Regions from separate parts of the Oryctolagus cuniculus genome. Here region 2 is linked to region 1. Evidence: chromatin contacts called from public Micro-C data. All regions are on one chromosome and are shown on one strand. The core of a region is the stretch at or near the end of the contact, and the rest is flanking DNA. Distances in the headings are between cores, read along the strand shown.

Region 1 (3,824 bases), core at 880-3,379:
GTGTGTGTAACTCTGAATTTCAAATAAATAATCCTTGAAAAAAGAGTAAAACTTGAAAACAGGAAAAGAACAATGAAAGTAAATAGACAGCCTTGGAAAACTCATTCACAGAAGGCAGTAGGGGTCTGTGCTGCTCCACTTCTAATCCAGCTCCCTGCTAATGTGGCTGGGAAAGCAGCAGAAGGTGGCCCCTGCCGGCCATGTGGGAGACCTGGCTCCTGGCTCCCGGCTCCTGGCTCCTGGCTCCTGGCTCCTGGCTCTGACTCCTGGCTCTGGTCTGGCCCAGGCCCTGCTATTGCAGAGTGAACCAGTGGGTGGAAGATCTCTCCCCCTCCCTCGCTATAGTTCTGATAAATAAATACATACACACATAAAAATATTTTTAAAAAGAGTGAATGCGAAATTATTTTCTCAAGTGGTTTCATTGACTTATATTTCTTCAGCAGAACAAGAAGATCCTGTGGGTCGGTCACATAACATCCAACTCTTGGTATTGTCAGGTTTCCGCACTTATTCAAACAGCATCGCATTATATCTTGACTTGTATTTTTTTCTGATCACTAATGTCTTTGAGCATCTCTTTATATGTTTATTGGCTCTATTTCCTTCTCCTGTAAATTGGTCTAACAGACTTTTTTTAAAAAAACAAAAACATGCCCATAATACTATTCTTCCACCCAACAACATTAGGGATGATTCTTGGCACTCAAAGAGAAGTATATTTGTGACAAATGTGCTTCCACTGATTCCATTTCTGCTTTCTTTTATTTATTCTACAAACACCCACACTAGGGATGCAGGGGCAGAAAGAGAATCCGGGATAATCAGAGAGTCCACTCCTTCTCAAAGTAAAAAAGAAATCAGACTACACACCATCTGCCCTGTTATTCAACAGGCTGGAAGAACAGGTACCGATAAAGCCAGACACAAAGCTAACAGGAAACATTACTTCTCCTAAGGATATGCTATGTTCTAATGCCATAAAGTACCAGGACACTGAGTGAGCACTGCTCAGAGAAGGGGTTCTTTATGGCGTTACACTAGTCAACGAAAAAGTTTTTTCTCTTTAATCATAGACTACCAGACACTTTGCTGTTTAACATTATACACCTAAGAATGAAACACTTGACTCTTACGGGAGATTCTAAGTCACTTAGATACAGGAAAGCAAGCCCGGTTCAGAGCTTCGGATAGAGGATATCTGGACACAGTGTTCGACATGATCCCTTGGCCAACTGTGGGTTCGCTTCTGGTGCAGACCCGAGATTGACCCTCTGGCAAATCCCTGCTTTGTTTTGAGCTCACCAAAACACTACATCATTGAATTCTCTGAAATTCCCCCATTCCTCAAAATCCTGTAAGAAAACTACCTTTTCCTGTGTTTAGTGAGTCTATTTTGCACCTCAGTAAATTTACTTTTAAATTCCACTTTCCAGGAAGTTTTCGCAGTACCTAGGTCCTTTTCCCACTGGAAGCTTCAGAAAGACTTTCGCAGAGAGCCAGATCGGAAGTGGAGCAGCCGGGACTCGAACTGGCTGTAAAGGATGCCGGCACTTTAGGCTATGGCTTTACCTACTACGCCACAGCGGCGGCCCCTCCCCCGCAGTGTATCTCACAAGGGCTCACACAGCCCTGATTCCCCCCCCCCTTCTTCTTTCATAGTATGCTCCAGGAAACAGCCTGACTCCCCCCTTCTCACCCCATGGTATCTGCCAGGAAATAGCCGCAGGCGCCCCTGCGTCTTTCCAAAAGGCTATGGAGCTTCTCTGAACCAAATTACACAAAACAGATCCCCATCCTCCAGCAAGCCGGTCCGGAGAAATGCCCCCGCCCCTCCCCACTCTCTACCGCCAGCGGGACAGCTCCACCCCTCTACTCCCAGAGTTTAGAGGAGTCCTCATCCCCGGTACGGAATGGACACTCCTCCAACATGGCGTATCCCATAGGGAATCGGGAACTGGGCGCAGCCATGTTCCCCGCCTGACAATGCTGCCGAGGGACAATGAGCACCCTGAACCAAAAGCATAGATACCGTAACACCTCCATGTTGACTCTTGGCTAGCAGAGGCTTCGTAAGTGGTATTGCGCATGCGTGGGTCCTCCCCCCACCTCCCCCCCTTCCCTCATCTCCCCCGCCCGGTGATAAGCCCCCAACCCGAGAAGGGGTGGTGCTAGAGGTGGTGACCGGAAGCGGCTGCGGTTCTCAGCCTCGGTTTAATAGTTGTCAAGAGGATTCAAGGCTCAATGACGGGCGGCCTGGGAGGGTGAGTGCTGGGGGATTCTGTGTGGTCAGTGATGGAATCGTTCGTCTAACTTGAGTTGGATGATTCTCTCATTATTTTGCTGGCTTTTTTTTTTTTTTCTCATTTCAATGTTAAGGTCTTAAAGTTCACTCTAAGACCCACTGGGTTTGATGCATTACGTTTTAAGGGTGGTTTCTTTTTTTAAAGAAATTTGTCATTTACCCAGCAGTTATTTAGAAGTGCGTTTTCAGTTTCCAAAAGTTTACCTTTTTAGTGGATTTCTATCCGTAGCTTTCTGTGTCAGGAAAATGTCTACAATGAAGCTCATTCCTTGAAAGATGAAGATACTTATGGCCTAGTCCGTTGTGAATTTTTTGAAATGCCCTGTGTATAACTCGAAAATAATACCTAATTATCTGGTTGTCATACAAAAATTTGGTCCTCTTTTTGTCTTCTCCTTCTATTACTGAGAGAGAAAACAGACATTCTCCACTGTGATGGTGATTTGTTCATTTCTCTTAACTACTGTCAGTGATCTGTTGTGAGTTAATTTTTGTATAAAGTGCGACATTAGATCAAAGTGTGTTTATTCACATATGGATGCCCAGTTGCTCCAGCAGCTTTTTGAAAAGCCTATTCTTCCATTGATATATTTTTCACCTTAGTCAAAAAATAAATTGGCTGTAGTTGTGAGGGGGTTCAGAGTTGTCTATTCTGTTCCATTGATCCATGTGCTATCCCTCTGCCTGGAGTGCCACACTACCTAGATTACAATAATTGTACAAGTCTTAAAATCGGGTAAAGTGATTCCTCCCACTTTATTCTATTTCAAAATGGTTTTAGCACTTCCACTTCCTTTGCTTTTCCATATACAGTTCAGAGTAATTTTGTTTTTATCTGCAAAACATCTTGCTTGGATTTTGATAAGAATTGTGTTAAACCTCTACTGGTATTAACATCTTGGGAAGAATTTACACCTTAACTATGTCAAGTCTTTTAATCTATGTACACAGTATGCATGTCTATTAAGATCTTTGATTTCTTTCATAGCTTGTAATTTTCAGCATACAAGTTCTCCACATGTTTTGTTAAGTTCCTACCTAAGTACTTAATTTTTTTTGGAATGGTTGTAAATGACCTTGTCTTTTAAATTTTGGTTTCCACATGTTTGCTGCTTTTGTACAGGAATATAGTTGAGTATTTTTTAAAAAGATTTTATTTATTTATTTGAAAGGCAGAAATACAGAGAGAGAGATCAATCTTCCATCTGCTGGTTCACTCTCCAAATGGCCACAACAGCCAGGGCTGAGCTAGACCAAAGCCAGGAGCCAGGAGCCAGGAGCCAGGAGCCAGGAGCTTCTTCCGCATCTCCCATGCGAGTGCAGGAGCCCAAGCACTTGGGCCACCCTCCGCTGCTGCTTTCTCAAGCACATTAACAGGGAGCTGGATCAGAAATGGAACACTTGGAACTCGAACCGGCACCCATATGGGATGCTGACACTGCAGGCAGAAGCTTAACCTTCTATGCTACAGTGCCAGCTCCTACAGATGAATATTTTGTGTTGATCTCTTATCTACAAT
Region 2 (3,888 bases), core at 89-2,588, 140 kb after region 1:
AGGCTTTCAGTGCCTAGAATCACCTGCCTAGAATCCCCCTCGCACCAGCTGGTCACGAGGCTGCTCTGTGAAAGTTTGGGCAACCACATGGTGTTAACAACCACCCGTGAATTCATTACTGTTTTTCCTCGTGTGCACATTGAAAACACAAGGATATACATGCTGTGTATATAGTGCTAACCCAGAAATTGTGCTTCTAGTGACTTCCTTTAATAACTTATCACGACGTATAATTTCTCTGTAAACACCTTCATTTCAGCACTGATTTCAATAATGCAAAAACTTAAACGATCCCGTATGATCCACAATGAGGGATTAATAAAGAAACTAAGCGATAAAATGTTATACAGCTCTTAAAGATGTTACATGAAACCACGCACTTATCCATGTACTTTTGTTGTCCATGTATTTCAACGAAAAGTTTAAAAATATTATAGAAAAATATTAAGCTGAATTAAACTTCTAAACAAAGGTCATAAAACCTCAAGAATCCATTTTAAAACGATATGCTAAATGTTTTAAAAGGCGTACCCCTATACACATTTTTTTAAAAGAGTCTAAGAATGGACATTTTAATCAGTTCCCTTCCATTTTCTGATTAATCTATAACTCCAGTGTTACTTATTAGACGCCAAAATAGGGAACATTAAAACTGTCGTCTCAATGAATGAGGCTATCCCCCTGCCGTCTACCAACAGGCACCGCCCACCCCTCCCGGCCCCAAACTCTGGGCGAGGCCCGTGGTCAGGTGCCTCTTCTTCCTTCTCCTCACCTCACTGGGGCCGTCTGGCCCAGGAGCGGATTGACTTCAGCTGGAACATTCACAGGACGCCCCTAATCAGGCTTCAGCCCGGGGAAGAGGGACAGAGGGGCAGAGGGAGAGGCGGGGCTCATCTAAAGAGGGGCCTCGGGGATGCGCGTGGACCCTTTGTGCAGGTCACGGGGCTGGAAAATGTGTGAAAGTCAAAGCTCCATGAGTCCTACCCATTCCTGATTTGCGCCATAACTTTGTCCAGCAAAGGTCCCCAGACTCTCATGCACTAACCTCTCGGGCCCCTAATTGCTCAACCCTCAAACCCCCACATCAATGACCCTCACACACTCCCGTTCACCCAACCCACAAAACTCCCCATCACTCAGCCCACAGCCCCCAAGACTTGCCCTTTCAACCTCACTCTTTCTCGAGAACAGATTTTTCTGCTCGCTGCTGAGAAGACCGTTACAAGAACTGGCCCAGACAAGCACTTCCGCTTCTAAACCTATTCCAGCACCGCCGATAAAAATGCAGCGGCCGCCGGTTCTGCGCACGCTCAGTAGTGCCTTTGAGGCCGCGTCCGCCAATAGTCAACATGGGGCCGCAAAGGTGAGCGGGCCGTGGCGCAAGCGCAGAGCAAAGATATCCGCGCCAGTGACGTCACTGTTGGGAGCCGAAATGATGGTAACTTCTGTTTCTGCCGCTAGAGGGCGACTGTGCTAAGCAGGTATTCACTTTGCTCTCCAGAAACCAGCGTTTCTAAGACTTCCGACTTCCATTTCTCTTGGAATAGTGGAGCGGGGAGAGAAAAATGCCCAATGAAGGAAAAGAGTGTAGCAAGCGGCAATTTCGAGTCTTGAACTTGGAAAGCAGCAATGGGGTTGCAAGTGTAGTTGAATGAGAAGACGGGATGCATGGCAGAATTGCTGTGTGTGCAAAGACTAGGAGGTAGGGAAGGGCCAGGGCTCCATCCAGTGGCTAGGGCTGGGAATTTACCTTCTAACTTTTGAAGGACGTTAAGTCGGTTTGCAAACAAGAAGCTAAAGAATAAATAAACGACGAAGTGGAACACACACCGGCGGCAAGGAGGTGGGTGTTAAGTAGTGACTGCCATGTTGCTTTCTCTAGATGGGCAAAGATAAGACAATATCAATGTATTGGGTTGTAGAAGTGTGGGCGGGAGCCAGGTGATGTAGGGTCACCTCTGCCAGAAAGAGAGCTCATATTTCATTCTGGCCATATGGGAAGCCAGGAGAGGGATATTTTTAAAGAACTAATGTGAAGCAAACTAGAATTATATATTAATGTTAAAATACATGCATATTTAACTCATTTGTTTATTGTCTGTCTTGTCCCCATTAAAATATGACCTCTACAGGGATTTGATTAAGCACCTCCTGTGTGCCAGGTAGTATCTTAGATACTTAGGAATATAGCAAAGAAGAAAGCAGACCCAAACAAACATGATGGAGACATCCTGAGTTCAAACCCCTAACCTACCAGCTGTGCAATTTAGGGCACAACTAATCTTCTCTGTGCAAAGTTTCCTCACCTATAAGATAAGGATGATAGAGTCCACATGTCATTAAAACAGCCATAACAAGGGAGTAGATCATTGTAAAGGATTTAGAACAATGGCTGGCACATAGCAGGTGTTATGTAAGTGTTGATTGTGATTCTTACTAAAATTAGATGCTTGCATTATTTATAAATTTCCCAGTTTCAAGTATTCTGTTATAGCAGCACAAATGAACTAAGAAGATGAAAAATGGAAGTAATGAGGAGGCGAGGGTAAGGCCACAGTGCTCATATTTTGTAGAGCAGGAGGAAACAGAGGTGGTAGTATGCACAATGTAGTGGGCAGCACTGAGCACTCAGCATATAGGGGGAATGCAGGCAATGAGGGGCAGAGTCATTGGGAACAGATGTAACTGAGTGGTAGGGCATGATTACTATCTGTCCTTTACGCGTCCCTAGCCCCTCTGTCCCCATATCTCTTTGACACTTCTGGGTTTCTTCCTGTTTCTGTCTCCTTCCATCTATGTGTATATGTCTACATCTTTTTATTTCCTTGTGTATGTCTGTTGGTCTTTAACAGTGCTGACACTGGAAAGTTGTAAGGTGTCCAGACCTCTGTGTTCCAGAATCCATCACTTAAAATAGGGCTCATAGAGCCCAGAGTTCTAGAACGTCCCTAACTCTGAACACTGTAGGGTGAGTCTGGCCAAGGAGATAGTTAAGGAGGCTTGTGAGTATCATAATGCAGGCCTGGAGCTTTGTGGTGTTAACCTTGGCCACACTGATGATTTCTACTGTAGATGCCAAGATCTATGAACGCTGTGAGCTGGGAATGAAGCTGCAGAAAGCAGGCCTCGATGGCTACAGGGGCTACAGCATTGGAGACTGTGAGATTCCCATTACCCCAGGCCCTACCCACACCCCAAGCCACTGACTAGCCCCAGCCCCAGCCCCCCTACCTTGTCATTTATCCTCTCTGGGCCAGGGCATGGCCCTCTCAGGAACTCCCTATAGTGAGTGTTCTCACTCTAGTTAGCACCATTCTTGCCTTGACAATCATTACCTCCATCTCCACCAACACCATCACCATCATCTATAGCATCACTGCTAATACTATAATGAATACCATCACCATGCCCATCCCTAATACCTCGCCAGAATCACCAACATAAACACTACCACCAAACCACGATCATCACCCTCACAGCTCCCTCCCATCCTCATTCCCCTCATCCTAGCATCTCCTATTCCTAGACCCTAATCCTACCTCCTACCTCTCTTCTTCTTGCCCAGGGCTGTGCATGGCACACTATGAGAGTGGTTATGACACCTCTTTCGTGGACCACAATCCTGATGGTAGCAGTGAATATGGGATTTTCCAGCTGAATTCTGCCTGGTGGTGTAACAACGGCATCACACCCACCGAGAACCTCTGCCACATGGAATGTCGTGGTAAGGCAGCACTAGGGACACACTGAAAACTTGCTTGTCCCCATTCCTCCACATACAGAGAACAAGGTTATCTAAGCCATCATTTCCTTCCACAAGAGATAAAAAAATATTATGGGGAAAACAGGAAAGTTGTCTGGGCTGTTAGAGATACCATCCTGCACCCT

Evidence for each region. Hi-C and Micro-C count contacts between places; a contact is called where the count stands out from the background.
Region 2: a contact with region 1 is called in a Micro-C map of ear pinna, with 11 times the contacts expected there. The contact joins the promoter of LOC100353466 here to the promoter of ZNF81 in region 1. A contact is called at or near these places in 3 of 6 Hi-C or Micro-C datasets (ear pinna, psoas muscle and an unstated tissue).

What each region holds. Positions count from the first base shown.
Region 1 is chrX:33,428,959-33,432,782 of mOryCun1.1, forward strand. It overlaps ZNF81 (zinc finger protein 81), which reads left to right and starts at 2,130. Exons shown (of 5, transcript XM_008272556.4): 1 at 2,130-2,264.
Region 2 is chrX:33,570,365-33,574,252 of mOryCun1.1, forward strand. LOC100353466 (zinc finger protein 182) reads right to left here and starts at 1,339. Exons shown (of 6, transcript XM_070066994.1): 1 at 1,162-1,339; 2 at 773-945. LOC100342234 (sperm acrosome-associated protein 5) reads left to right here and starts at 1,533. Exons shown (of 5, transcript XM_008272567.4): 1 at 1,533-1,843; 2 at 3,073-3,159; 3 at 3,566-3,724. The coding sequence starts at 3,105.